3 separate regions of the Zea mays genome follow, and all the other regions are linked to region 2. The links are chromatin contacts, called in public Hi-C maps. All regions are on one chromosome and are shown on one strand. The core of a region is the stretch at or near the end of the contact, and the rest is flanking DNA. Distances in the headings are between cores, read along the strand shown. Region 1 holds the start of LOC100284245 (lipase). Region 2 holds the start of LOC103652735 (kinesin-like protein KIN-14O). Region 3 holds the start of LOC100279745.

Evidence for each region. A called contact is a pair of places that touch in the nucleus more often than the background predicts.
Region 1: a contact with region 2 is called in a Hi-C map of endosperm, with 2.0 times the contacts expected there. The contact joins the promoter of LOC100284245 here to the promoter of LOC103652735 in region 2. A contact is called at or near these places in 5 of 25 Hi-C or Micro-C datasets (bundle sheath, ear, endosperm and 2 more).
Region 3: a Hi-C map of leaf shows a contact between it and region 2, with 7 times the contacts expected there. The contact joins the promoter of LOC100279745 here to the promoter of LOC103652735 in region 2. A contact is called at or near these places in 2 of 25 Hi-C or Micro-C datasets (both in leaf).

Annotation. Positions count from the first base shown.
Region 1 is chr4:4,460,183-4,465,087 of Zm-B73-REFERENCE-NAM-5.0, reverse strand. It overlaps LOC100284245 (lipase), which reads left to right and starts at 2,316. Exons shown (of 10, transcript NM_001157140.2): 1 at 2,316-2,509; 2 at 3,568-3,647; 3 at 3,974-4,039; 4 at 4,120-4,167; 5 at 4,263-4,330; 6 at 4,547-4,619; 7 at 4,723-4,884. The coding sequence starts at 2,401. It overlaps LOC100276127 (protein indeterminate-domain 14), which reads right to left and starts at 2,188. Exons shown (of 3, transcript XR_004857658.1): 1 at 1,627-2,188; 2 at 915-1,073.
Region 2 is chr4:4,719,718-4,724,216 of Zm-B73-REFERENCE-NAM-5.0, reverse strand. LOC103652735 (kinesin-like protein KIN-14O) reads right to left here and starts at 2,685. Exons shown (of 12, transcript XM_020552423.3): 1 at 2,133-2,685; 2 at 1,984-2,045; 3 at 1,451-1,682; 4 at 1,195-1,278; 5 at 893-1,057; 6 at 648-754; 7 at 304-500; 8 at 5-175. The coding sequence starts at 1,559.
Region 3 is chr4:4,425,776-4,430,225 of Zm-B73-REFERENCE-NAM-5.0, reverse strand. LOC100279745 reads left to right here and starts at 2,186. Exons shown (of 15, transcript NM_001152703.2): 1 at 2,186-2,551; 2 at 2,785-2,841; 3 at 3,143-3,223; 4 at 3,355-3,412; 5 at 3,498-3,601; 6 at 3,764-3,815; 7 at 3,927-3,976; 8 at 4,338-4,403. The coding sequence starts at 2,414. LOC100279529 reads left to right here. Exons shown (of 16, transcript NM_001152527.2): 13 at 304-387; 14 at 554-1,342; 15 at 1,486-1,545; 16 at 1,611-1,901. The coding sequence ends at 1,694.

The sequences.
Region 1 (4,905 bases), core at 1,067-3,566, 260 kb after region 2:
CTAACCACCGTGGACGAAGACGAACGCCACCGCCGGCTAGGGCGCGTGCGCCGTCGGCCCTGCGCATGGCATGTGGGCCTTGCCGCAGTGCCGTTGACGGCAAGCGTTGCCCGGGGGGTCGTTCTAGTCCTCGACGTGCGCCCCTCCACCTCTTTATCGATAGCGTAACAGACACTGACACTCTCTGTCTCTGCGCTCAGACTGTCTTCAACCGTTCCCACTAAATTTCTTCCCCTATATTCCACTCACGTACCACATCAGCATTCTCTTTCCCCCTATATCTCCACACTCTACAGCGGTTCCCCCTATATCAAACCTCTATACCCCACCACACCAATATTATATACTTTCATCTTCAACTAACTCAACTACCATACAATTTTTGTTTTATTTTTATTTGCTATATGAATAGTGCGCGGCTACAGTGTTAAAGATAACTACTAATGCTAAAGCATGTGATTAGTATTCTTTCCAGCTCACGTTGTTTTGTTCTAAAAAAATAACAGTATAACACAGCATCAAACAAATAGGCCAAAGAAGAATAGAATCTGAGGTCTATCTTTGACATTAGCCCGTGTGTCCACTTTTGTCTAATATGAAACTGCGGTGCTCTGATTTAAAGATTGCAGCTAAGAACACGAAAAAGGAAAAAGAAAGCAGGGGCTGAAAATAATGGAAACCAACTTGAATATATCAATCTAAATGTATGTTAACATAATGAACTCAAAATGTCAATTAGAATGTTGATGCTAAAATATATGGACACTAGAAATGTGCTAAGCTTTGGATCCAAATAATAGACCACAGACACCATGTTAAACATAAACATAACTAATTTATAAACATAATGTCTATTTAAAGCACTGATTGATGAAACAGTAAGCCTACTTAATTAAAAACAGAAAAAAGCATACCCAATCAACATGAGACTCAAAAGTTCCTGAGAAGCTTGCATCCCCATTATTTAATTCCCATCTTTTCAAGGTACCATCACGGCTCCCGCAAAAAAGATGATCACTTGTACTAAATATGGAACCATCTAGATAAGCCAAGCAATTGATCCCCACACAATGCTGAAAAACAAACAGAAACGAATGCATTAGCATCGCCATTGAGTGGAATATGAATTGTTTCGAATGTATATAGAGTACCTCGTCGGCATCAAGAATTTATTACAACACATGAATAATTAATTTTTGTAGTAGTTTAGAATTCTGAATCTTCTCTTAATGGTTATGTTTTGGATTAGGATGTTATTGTATCTGATCTATGTGGCCTTTAGTCTTGACGGACTCCAGAAGGAGAGAGACGGACTGTTGCAGCTGCAGCAGCAACAACTAGGAGACGAGCGATAAAAAATAGCGTAGTAGATAGACGCCTGGAAAGACAAAGAGAGTGTGATCCCGCAAAATTTCTCCCAAAAATCATGACGCCTTTCTGGAGCCCGGCCCTCATTCTTCTGCCAAATCTCTGCAAGAATAAAAGATACGCAGAAGATATACGGGACTAATTGCTGGATTAATTATCTCGTGGCGCCGGCTGATTAGCGTGGTACGTAGAGGAAGACTAATGCTAATAAACAAAATCAAGGAGCTCCACCAGCATCTGGATCGATCATACTCATACCGGGAGAAGACGCAGGCCCACTGGCGGTGGCCGCTGTGCTTGCGGCGGAAGTGCTTCTTGATGCCGACGAGGTCGCCCAGCGCGTGCGAGGGGTCGTGGTGCAGGCAGCTCGGCTCCGGGCACAGGAACACGCGCTTCCGCGCCGCCTCCCCGGCCTCCCGCTTCAGCAGCTTCCACGGCACCTTGTGCCGCCGCCGGTGCATCTGCAGGTTCTGGTCGCGCTGGAACCCCTGCCCGCAGATCTCGCACACGTACCGGTCCGACACGGATTGGTGCGGAGTATTCCGAGCGAGCGGGCGTGTGGGCGAAGAAGCGGCTGGAACCCCTGCCCGCAGCTAGGATTGGTGCGGAGTATTCCGAGCGCGCGGGCGAAGAAGCGGCTGCGGGGCTGCGGGGAAGGAATACGGCGTAGCGTGCCCATCGATTTAGCGGGAGAGAGAAAGAATCAGGAAGGGAGAGGAGGAGGAGGAGGACGCCGTTGAAGGAGCGGCTACAGTGTTAGGGGAGGGGGAAACCGAGAGCAACCGTTGAACACAGTCTCATCCTTCTTCCCCCCTCATCCGTCCTCTCGAGGGACACGTGGCTCCATCTGGTTGGCCTTTGGACGACGCGGTAGCCCAACCGTGGGGGCCGGCCCGTTCGGGTCGCTGTCCACCGTTCCGTAACTTGACGGAGTCACGGAACGGTGTGCTTGCTCCTCGCTGCCGCCGTCTTCTTCTTCTTCTTTCTTACCAGTCTCCTCCGGTGCGGGCGAGGGAGACGACGACGACGGCGATGGCCTGGCTGAGGCGGACGGAGACGCTGGTGCTGCTGCTCGTGGTGCTTCTGGCCTCCGCTTCAACCTCCGCGGCGGCGGCGGCGGCGGGAGAGGAGGAGGAAAGAGGTGAGATCGATCGGCTTGCCTCCCCGCGCGTTTCAACTGCCGCTTCCTCCGTTCGTGTGCCGGAGGGAAGAGGTTCCGGGCGGCGCTGCTTCCGCACGGCCCGTGGTTGCTCGGTAGGGGCGGGATTGGGCGGAAAAGCTGACTGTGCTGGCGAGTAGCTAGGGGGAGCCATCTGACCGATTGGTTGGTTGCGGCTGTGCCGCCGGCGCAGCGCGAGGAGCTCAGAGTACATAACGTAGTGGATGTAGTAGTAGGCAGTCTAGAATTCTAGATTAGGCTAGATGAGGAGCGCGGACTGCGGCCGCACCCACCCGCAGATTTCTCCCGGATTTGGGCCTTTCCGTGCGGGAAAAGCTTAATTTGGATTGGGGAAAGCTTACGAAGCTGCTGCTACCTTGCAACAGTGCATACTACGAGTGATCTGCGGCAATTGACGCAACCGCTTCGCCGACAATTTTTTTTAGGAGATTAGGAGTAAGGTCTCTGCTTGTATAATGTTTATCACGAGTCGTTCGTCACTGCTGGGAATGCCGGCTAATAAGGAAGACGAAGAAGAAGAAAAATCAGCCACCACAAGACTGTCCTACTACAGGAGCAAAACCAGATTTCGCGCACATCAAGCAACAGAATGTCACTTTGGGCTAGCTAGTCGCCTTGATCCAAGGCAGCAAAGCCTCAGTGGTCTTCTTTCGTTCTTCCCTGCTCCACCCCTTTGTGTAGAATCATCCACTTGTTCATAAATGAGATGACGCTTCGACGATTACTATCTCGTTTGTCGCCTGCTAGCGAGATTTTTTTTCAGCACAGCAATGCTGTAATGTGGAAAGGCGGTTCTTGTCCATGTGCTTGGGGATGCCAGTGCTGTAGATCTGTGCAACAGAGTAATGGATTATCGTTGTCTGTTTCTCAGTTTGGAAATACCATTGGATTGGATGTAGTAACATTACCGAACTCTAGTTTCGGAGTGTCGGGAGGATTTATTTTACTGTTATGGTGCTTTTGTGTGATCTGCCAGTGAATCGGGTGTAAACTCTTCGCGCCTTTGTTTGCCAATGCAGTGATCAGGCTGAAGCACAGTGACGGTGGCTATTCTTATAACCATACTCTGGCTCATATTCTTGTCGAATACGCGTCTGCGGTATGTTCCTCCTGCACAATGTGCTACTGCTTATTCTGTTGACAGCAACTTCACCATAAATCTGCCCAAACCTCCTATTGTCCTTGCCTAGCTAGACATTTCTACCCTTAACATTTTAAGAAGAAAAAAAAAACCTCTTTCCCACACCTTTCCATTCCCTCCTTTCCTGTGCAGCATTTTCAGTCACTAATAGCTATGCTGTTCTTTGGTTATTGTGTCTCTGAATGGTTCATTCATAGGGCATGCATGTAATGATGCCCATGTTTCTATTTCCAGAGTACATTTTTTGTCCTTTTACAGACTTGGTTTACATAAATGTGTTTTAGGTGTACACATCTGACTTGACATCACTTTTCTCATGGACCTGTCCAAGGTGCAAAGGCCACACAAAGGTTTGTGCTTCCTCTGCTTGTGGAAGTTGTTCTACATGTTCCTTGGTGGTTAATTGACTGTTTTTGCGTAATTGATGCAGGGATTTGAGGTCATAGAGATCATAGTAGATGTGGAGAACTGCTTACAGGTTAACTATCTTTAAGTATTTCAGCAACGCTCTTTTGACTGCACTCAGTGTTCAACGAAAACTTATGTTCGATTGTTTGTTAAAAAAATGTGCAGGCGTTTGTTGGAGTTGCACCTGACCCTCGATCCATAATCATTGCTTTTAGAGGCACTCAACAGCACAGGTACAGAAATGCTCCATTATGATTGGTACCACATGTACATTCACTCTGAGTGCATCAACCTTTTATCCTAGCTATTTAGCAATGTGTTTCAATTTTCCACTTATAAAAAATGTAGTATTTTTATTCTTTTAAAACTTAACAAATATTATAAGGTACTTATAAGCATTCAATCTTCAGTTTTCATTGATTTGATGCCATGGAATTTAACTGGCACAGTGTCTCAAATTGGATCGAAGATCTTTTCTGGAAGCAGCTTGATGTGACATACCCAGGCATGCCGGATGCAATGGTAACTCCTCTACTCAAGTTTTTGTTGATGTTTAGAGTTCTCATTGAACTAGCAAATAGCAATACCTTGTGTTTGCTCGCTGATTGTCTGTCTAATGTTGCAGGTCCATCATGGGTTTTATTCTGCATATTATAATACAACTCTGCGATATGAGATCCTGAAGTCTATTAAATGGGCAAGAAAAACATATGGAAATCTACCCATAAATGTTGTGGGACACTCCATGGGAGGGGCTTTAGCTTCGTTTTGTGCCCTTGATCTATCTGTAAGTATTTTTAATGTACTT
Region 2 (4,499 bases), core at 1,436-3,935:
CCACCAGTGCGACCGGCTGGAGGCGTCGTTGACGTTCGTCCAGGCCGTCGACCGGGCTCGCCGCCCTCTGCGGTACCACTGGCTGGCGTTCTTGAGGTCCGGCGTCGAGACGTCCGTCAGCCCCTCCACTTCCACGGCGCCACCTTTCGTTGCCAGTATGCTGAGGCTACTACTACTGACCAAGTACACGAACGAAGAAGATGGGACATGGAAAATTTAATTCCCGTGCTGGGGATCTTTCAATGGTTTTACTGCGTGCTGGTAAAGGTTTTGCAGGTGAACTGAACTGACAGTCTTATTTACCACGCCGCTGCTTTGCACTCTGTTCGCCTGAAGAGAGGCTGCCTCGGTGCTGCCAGCAAGTCCCTGAGACTCCCCAGGTAGACCTCAAGCATGCTCATGGAGAAAGAGTAGGCGCATGAGCCGTCCTCCGAAGCGCGAGAGAACAGCTCCTGGATAGCCCGAGGCACGACGCCGAGCTTATTACCGCCGGTTCCTTCCTGCAATGCAAATGCAACCCACTTATCATCATTCATCAGAAAAGCACACGTACCGCGGGGAAAAAAAAAGCCATAGATTTAGCTCGGAGTTCTGCTGGGAGCCAAAATCTGATCTGAGAGCGAGCGGAGCGTGAATGACGAACCAACCATTGTGTAGGTCTTCCCCGTCCCGGTCTGGCCGTACGCGAGGATGCAGACGTTGTGGCCGTCGAGTGCAGACCTGAGGATCGGTTTCACTTCTTCGAACACATCCTCTGCCATGGACCACACACACTGAAACAAGTGAGTAAGAAAGAAAGAAAGAAAGAAAGAAAGAAAGAAAGAAAGAAAGACAGGCGTACAACAGACCTACAAAACCAAAACAAGTGATCAGTAAGCATAAGGATTATTACCTTGCGTGGACTCCTGGCCGAAAACCCTATCAGCGCCGAACTCCCTCTTGATCCCGGCTGCCTTGACCGTGATCCTCTCCTGCTCGACGGTAACAGGTGATGACTGGGCATGCAAGCTGTTCGTGTGAGCCAGCGGCCGGACCCGGCAGAAGACCCTAACGCTTCCTGCACACACGGTGCCCCCAAACCCAAAGCTCTGGAGCTCAGAGACAGACAGACCGGCGGGAAATCCAAACAGTAGCAAAGCTAACAACAGCTGTGTGTCAAGGGCTGAAGGCCGTACGTGGTAGGCTAGTTAGTACCTTTCAGTTCAACGAGCCTGTCGAGCGCCTCCCGCCGTCTCCTGTCAACACGCCGCTGCCTTGACCGCAGGCTCGAAATCTCCTCTGGAACACAAAGACGTGCAGTGTGGGCGGGGGTTGAGATTGAGAGATAGTTCCGTTCCGTCAGGCAGGTGTTGTCGTGTCGTCGTCGTCGCAAGGTTAATTCACAGGCGAGTAACAATAACAACAGGTGGAAGAACTGCAACGACGACCTGGTCTTTCAAACAGTTCCAACCTTGCAGAGGCGAGGAGGCGTCGTCCTTGCTGTAGCCCACCGCAGTTTCTCCGTCCGGGAGCAATGGCAATGGCAATGGCACATGCCCCTCCATGGTTTCCTTCTTCATGCGACGACGGAGCCCAAGAGCGCTTCTTCTTCTTCTTCCTCCTCCTCCTCCTCTTCTTCTTCTTCTTCTCTGGACGGCGAGCCGGTCGCTGGTCAGAGAAGAAGCCTCTCGCCCTCCGCCTCCCTGCCGCGCAGTTTCATTTCTCAGTTCCCTCCCAACGGAGCTGAAGAAGAAAAAAAAAGGAGAACAAGAGGCAACTGCTGCCAGCATGACTCCGTCGTGTGGCCGGTGTGGGCGGCGGACGGAATCTGAAACAGCTCATGAGGCCAAGAAAAGAAAAGAGTGGACGGCGCAGAATGAATCTATTCCTCCCGCACTTTCCGTGGTTCGCCTGCGCTGCGCTTCCTTCCGCTCGCACACCACACCACACGGCTGGCTGGCTGGCTGGCCTGGAAAGAACAGTAACGAACTTCTCCCGGAATACCTTGTGGTTGTTGCGGCTACAAGCCTCCGGGGATCCTTGATCTCCCCTTTTCGATGCAGCCTCTGCAGAGCCAAAGGAAAAAAGAAAATGGTCTGCGTCGTCGGGAACGAAAGAAGCGCGAACGAGAAGAGAATCTGCGATGGTACTACCTCGGAGGGGAATGAATAAAATAATCTCCGCCGGCCTCCAGCTGAATTTGTTCTTGAACCTTGACCACCACACCACCAGATGCTATGCTGCTACTACTACGGAGGAGGGGGTGGAGTGCGGAAGGAGAGGAGAGGAGAATTGAAGGAGCGAGCCAACAGCCTAGCTAGCAGAGAATCTGCGCAATGCAGATAAGTAGCGTTTCGTTTTATTTGTCGCTGGATAGTGCAAAATTGAACTATCCAGCGACAATTAAAAAGAAACGGAGAGAAAGTAGTTCCTAATGATTGCGTCTTTTTACTTTCTTGGTCCTGATGTTATTGGATCTCTCGATGCCGAAAGATGGAGGCCGTGTGGGAGCGGCTAAAGTCCAGAGGTTAGAGCAAAGAACGGCTGTAAACGAAGAAGAAGAAGAGGGATCTTCGCGCAAGGAATTAAAGCAGCAGCAAAGGGGAAGGAAGGAGTTGGGATCGACCCCTACCTACCTACGGCGTGAGAACCGGTGAGCGGTGCTTGGCAATGGCAGGCTGTCCCACACCGCCACTGCGGGCAGAAAAACTATGGGCGTGTTTGGTGTGGCGCCTAAGTCACCACACCGTGCCACACTTTTCAGCCACAAGTGTGGCAGCTAAATTGGGCGCCACACTTGTGGCTGAAAAGTGTGGCGCAGTGTGGCGGCTTAGGCGTCACACCAAACACGCCCTATATTAGCAAAACAGTTGGGTTGCCTGGACTGCTGGATTTAGAAGATCCAGACCCGGGCTGGCAGCCCCCACCACCGTTCGTTCACCCGTAGAAAACCAGAGGGGGAGGGCCGGGGCCGGATCATCTGTGGTGGAAAGCTTTCGCCAAAAGTTCTGTCGAGCCGCAATTTGCTCTGCTGTCTGCTCCGGCTCGGTTTGTGCTTTTGCTTGCTTGTTGGCAAGGTCCAGAAGCAGCATTTCTCATTAATCTGCTGACCGAAACTAACGGTCACCACCAACTGAGCGGAACAAGGTTGATGGTCTGCTCCACACACACACACACGCACACAGCGGCGCATTTTTATAATAATAATAATAATAATAATAATAATAATAATAATAATAATAATAATAATAATAATAATAATAATAATAATAATAATAATAATAGTAATAATGAAGCGTGTGCCTTTGTGCACAATCTCTATCCGTTTTTTCTTTCAAAATCTTCCTTACGAAGCCCGCTCCTAGTACAAAAAGAGCCGCTGCTCTATTCTAGCTGGCTTCGAAACCGAACGCCACCTAAATAAAGGAACATGCTAGTATATTAACCCTTACATCCATCCAAATTACTGTCACCCAAGGCTAGCAGCCCGACAACAACAGCATCCATCCTATGACAACTCCTCCTCCATGATGAATGCAAATGCGTCACACGAAGCCGCATTTTTCGCATGACAAAACAGTGGGGGGGATGGCACGGAAGAAGTTCCTCTCTTCGCCCTCAGCCTCCTCCTTCAATTTCTCGAGAAAACAAGTAGTTACCTCTTACCCTGACGGACGAGTCTGATGAATGTGATTGAAACGCCTATATCTGGAGGGAGAACTCGTCCTGTCCATTCAGGGCTTGTTCGGTTAGCTCTCAATCCACATGGATTGAGTGAGATTGGGTGGGTTTAAATCCCAACTAAGTCAAACTCTTTCTTAATTTTTTCCAATCTCATCCAATCCATGGGTAACGGGATTAACCGAACAAGTCCTCATGTGGCTGCCCAGCTAGCCGTTGCCTGATACCAGCAAGCCATCCCGGTCCCAATCCCAAACAGTAAACACTGCAGGCACAAGCAACCGGCACCTGGAAGCTAGGTCGCTGCGTTGTCCTCCTCATCACATAGAGTAACAACAAGGTCTGAACTGATTAAGACTCTGTTCGTTTGTCCAGAAATAGACCAGAAATCGTTTTGACTGATGAAAACTTATATAAATTAAATAAGCATACCAGTTAGAAATTGTTCAATGCCTCCATTTCGGGAAAAAAACGAACGGCCCCTAAAGATGTGCACCAAACTGTTCCACGACTAATTAAACATTATTAACCACCCTTATCCTGTCCATAGATCCCAGCTGCAGCTGCACTGCACACCACAAAAAAAAAAAAAATACAGGCACTTCTCCATGCGTTTGCAGATGGTGCGTCGCCTTCGTTGCCGAGGTTTAGTCAGTGGTTATACAGTTCACGATCCAAGTGCTGGTTCAGGCAGAGAGTCGCAGCTGTGCTCAATTCATCAGTTTGCTGCCGCCCCGGTGAAAGAAAACTCCTTTTCTCACCACTGCTGGCTGCAGCATTGCAACAGCAACACACATGGCATGAGGATGAGAGTGAGGGGACAGGCTCGCAACAGTTCT
Region 3 (4,450 bases), core at 937-3,436, 290 kb after region 2:
TCCTTTTATTTAAGATTTATGCCATCCTGAAAACCTTGAGCACTGGATAGTGCATAGTATAAGATCCCTCCAAATATGTAATAAAGCTTCAAATTATTTTTCGAACATCTATCTTTGTAATAGTTTTTCATTGGAATTGTACTTCAATGGTGGACATTTGAACTACTATAGCTTCAATATGCTGCCCATTATAGCAGGAAAAAAAGAGTCCCCATAGGAAGAATCCACGAGATTTATGTTTATTTATTTATATGTTAACGATTTCTCTACTTGCTGCACAATTGAACCCAAAACTTTTTGCAGGGTTTCAGCATGGTTCCATTGTACTACAGGGACAAGATCGTGCTTGTTGCTTTTGGAGGGAACAAAAAGGAACCATCCGACAAGGTGAAGGAACTGAATCTCATTGAGAAATGGAAAGCTCATTTGGTGACATTATTTCAGGATTAGTTATTCTGCCTTCCACATATTTTTTTGCAATAGAAACACCAGGAACATTTCTATGATCAGTTTCAGTACATGAGAAACTGACGTTACTTTGTGTTTTTTGAAGGTTGAAGTACTAGTGGTGCTGCAAAACGAGCACTGTTTCAGCTGGCGGTCTGCGCCCGAGGTGGAACCCTTACTGTACGACGAGTCTCCTCCAGGCTCAAGGGAACTCGCCGACCATCTCAGCAGCTGCGCTCCACCGTATCCTACTAGCTCCGCGGCGAGGAGCGGTCTCGCCGCCACAGCGGAGAACTCCTGCGGGAGGAAACCCCTCCCGGACTCACTGCTACGGACCTCGAACCTCGGGGGCTCGTCGCTCCGCAGGCAGTTCCGTCAGGAAGAGGAGTGCAGCAGCCTGGCGCAAAAGCTGCAGAAACCGATCGACGACGACAGGTACAAGGACGCCGCCGACGAGTGCTCCGAGCATCAACCACCCTCGGCCACGAACCCTAAACCGCGGAACGACGCGCGGCGGTCGTCCCCGGAGGTCGTCGTCGACGCAAAAGCGAGGAGGCTGCTGGGCAGGAGCTCGTCGGACATGAACAACCACCAGGACGCAAGGGTGGCCGCCCTGGTCAGGAGGAACGTGGCGCTGGAAGAGCAGCTGTCGGCGGCGCTGGCGAGCAAGGACGAGGCGGAGAAGAACCTGTCCCTGGTCATCGACAGCAAGGACGGCCTGGAGAAGAGGCTGGCCGAGAAGGACAGGGAGGTCGAGGCGCTGAGGGAGAAGGCGACGGGGTTGGAGCTGGCGCAGGAGGAGGCCAACAGCCTCTCCAACACCGTCCACGCCGACAACGTGCGGCTGGAGCGCGAGGTGGCGTTCCTGAAGGCCGTCATGGACGAGACCCAGAAGGCAAGAGAGTTACTCTCTTAGCCATGCCCCGTTCTCCTCCGCCGCCGCCGCTGCTCTCTCTCTCTCTCTCTCTCTCTCTCTCTCTCTCTCTGTGACGGTTGGTTGCCGTACTGATTGGCTTTCGGTTTTTCGTCTGTGATCAGGAACTGCACTCGACTCGCGGAGTTCTTGCAGGAGAACGCGCACGGGCATTCCAGCTTCAGGTAAGACCTTATCATGCTAGACTTTCTTTCTTTCTTTTTTTTGTTCATGCCTTGGGCTCTGCCAGGTTGAAGTCTTTCATCTGAAGCAGCGCCTGCAGACGATGGAAGGGAGGTCACCCGCAGCACCAAGAAAGCCTCAGAATGCGTAGGGTAGGGTGCAGGCGTGTAGAGTTTTTGAGCGATAGATCTGCTGTAGATTCATTCAGTGATGTAATGTAACTGTAGTAGGTGCCGGAGCTACTGTAATTTGTAATATTATTCGACGCGATGCGATGCAAACGTATTTCGCAACTGGGACGTACGTAATTGTGTAGAATGAGTTGCGGTCGACTATATATGCAAGATGTCTTTTATCTAAGAGTTCTGAGTTATTGGTCAGATGAGTTAAGTAAATACAAAATTTATTGATGAGAAGCCGATAAGTGCTTGAGGATAATTGAAAGTAAAATAAGTGTAAAACAATATGATAGGAATCTGGGGAAAGAACTCCTGTTGTTGCTGCAAATATAACTTGGTTGATTTGATTTGAGGAAGAAATCGTATTTACTTGGGGATAAGAATGCGATTTAGTGAGCTGGATTCAGGTTAAGGAATAAGATTGCTCCTAGTTTTTTTCTATTCTATTTTTCAGACTGGCAGTCATCCTCCTAGTTTTTTTCTTTTCTATTTTTCAGCTAACCTTATCTTCTTCCCGCGTCCTTTCCAGCCTCCCGTCCCGTGTGGCGTCTGGCGTGTGCGCACGCACCTCCCCAGGCCCCAGTGCCACCTTCCCTCCTCGGCTCGACCCGCCCGGCGCTCCGCCGCAGCTGGCTCATCCCAATCCCCTCGTACAGTCGTGCTCCGCGCCCGCTTCACCGCCTGAACAAAGATGGAGGCCTTCCTAGCCGGCCTCTTCAGGGCGCCTCCACGGGCCGTCCCCGCCCCTCGGGGCACGCCTCTCCCCAGCCTTCCTCTCTTCTACGGCAGGCGCCGCAGGAGGCCGTCCTCCTCCGTGGTCTGCATGGCGGTAAGGAAAAGAGAGAGACAGAGAAGAAAAAAAAACCGCCTCCTTTTTCAGCGGTCATCTCCATTTCCGGACCTTTTTACCGGAAACTTCTTGGAAACAGAGCGGCTGCAACCTGAATTTTTGTTCTTCGCTGAAGCTGAACTGAACATTGTTTTTGTGCTCTGCTAGCCGAAAATCCTACCTTTCGCGCTCAGACTGAACTAGTCGCTGTTCATTCTGTATGCTCTGTGCAGGAGCCCTATCTGATTGCCAAGCTGGACTCTGCGGAGAAGGCCTGGAAAGAAATGTCGGTATGGTTACCTCTTCTGTGTGCACCTCTGGTTCCTTGTTTTCTTCTGTGTTATTACCAATCAGGTTACATCGCCATTGTTATTGTTTGCTCTGAAGTTGCGTGAGTGAAAAAAATGTCTTGTGGAATAGAACTAAGTTAGTACTAAATCAATTCTGAGCTTCTCTATTATGCCACGGCAAAGAAAAGGTAACACATGCGCAGGCAATATAAAATGCAATGCTGCCACAGCGATGTGGAGAAGTTTCAATTTTGATCCCATCCAAATGGTCATCAGTCTAATACTTCAGTGTATGCTTCAGGTTAGGTTGGCAGATCCTGACATTGTCTCGGATCCAAGCGAATACCAAAAAATCGCGCAGTCTGTTTCTGAACTGGATCAGGTTGGCATTTGGCTTGCTGACTATGCTGTTTAATTTTGGTGTCTACTATCTACTCAACTATACCAGAATTTGAGCTGCTAATGTTTATCAGTTGTTACATCACCATTTTTTTTTCTGACAATAATACTTAGGTCGTGACCACATACAGGCAATTCAAGGATTGTGAGAGGCAACTTGAAGCGACAAAAGGTTGGTATGCCCTTGGTATTTCTGGTGCCTGCCTGAAAATAGTAGACTCTCACTAGCTTTCTTTTATTACATTGCGATATCATAGCTCTGGAAAAAGAGAACGAAGGTGACCCCGATATGTTAGAGATGATAGCTTCTGAGTTGGAGGCTCTATCTAACCAGCTCGCAGAGCTTGAAGAAAAAATGAAGGTGAATAGGACATAATGACCTGCACAATAGCTACATAAATTCTGGACATTATGTTTAACTTTATGCATTCTATCTACAATGCCAGTTTCTGCATTTGGTTGGAGAAACTATACATTAGACATTTTGAAGTGCCTCTCATCAGCTCTTATTTCCTCATGTTAGTTTCTACTGCTTCCCAGCGATCCTCTAGATTCACGCAACATCTTACTTGAAGGTACCTCTCTCCATTTCTTAGTTGTACATTTCAACTAAGTTCAACATCTTGCTCTTTAAGTTTTTTTCCTTCTTGTTTTGAAATTGGGTACTGTATTCCTTCATTTTGCAGTAAGAGCAGGTGCTGGTGGTGATGAAGCTGGGATTTGGGCTGGTGACCTTGTAGGTAGATGATGATTTTATTCCATTTGAGTGCAATTTAGCAAATGTTATACAATTGTTTTTAATGTTTTTCAAATAGTAGTGTACTAAAGCTTGATAAACAGACCTTGATGTTTATAGGGGTTGGCAAGTCTTGTCCCTCCTATGTTTTTCTTCTTAATATAATGACGCGCAGCTCTCCTGCATTTGTTAAAAAAAATAATGAACGTGCAAGTAGGATTTCATTTTTTTAGTATAAGCTCTTCTTTGTTCATTTTACTATTGTTATAGCTGTTATACTTCTGATATACTAGTGCGTCATAGCCGCAATTTTACTCACATCACATACTCCGCAACTAATTATGCCAATGGCTTTCTGTAGGTTCGCATGTACCAGAGATACTGTGAGCGCAACAATTGGAAGTTTAAGCCAGTTTCTTGCTCAGAAGTATGTACTTGCAACTTTAACCTAACTACTGATTAAGAAAAAAACAC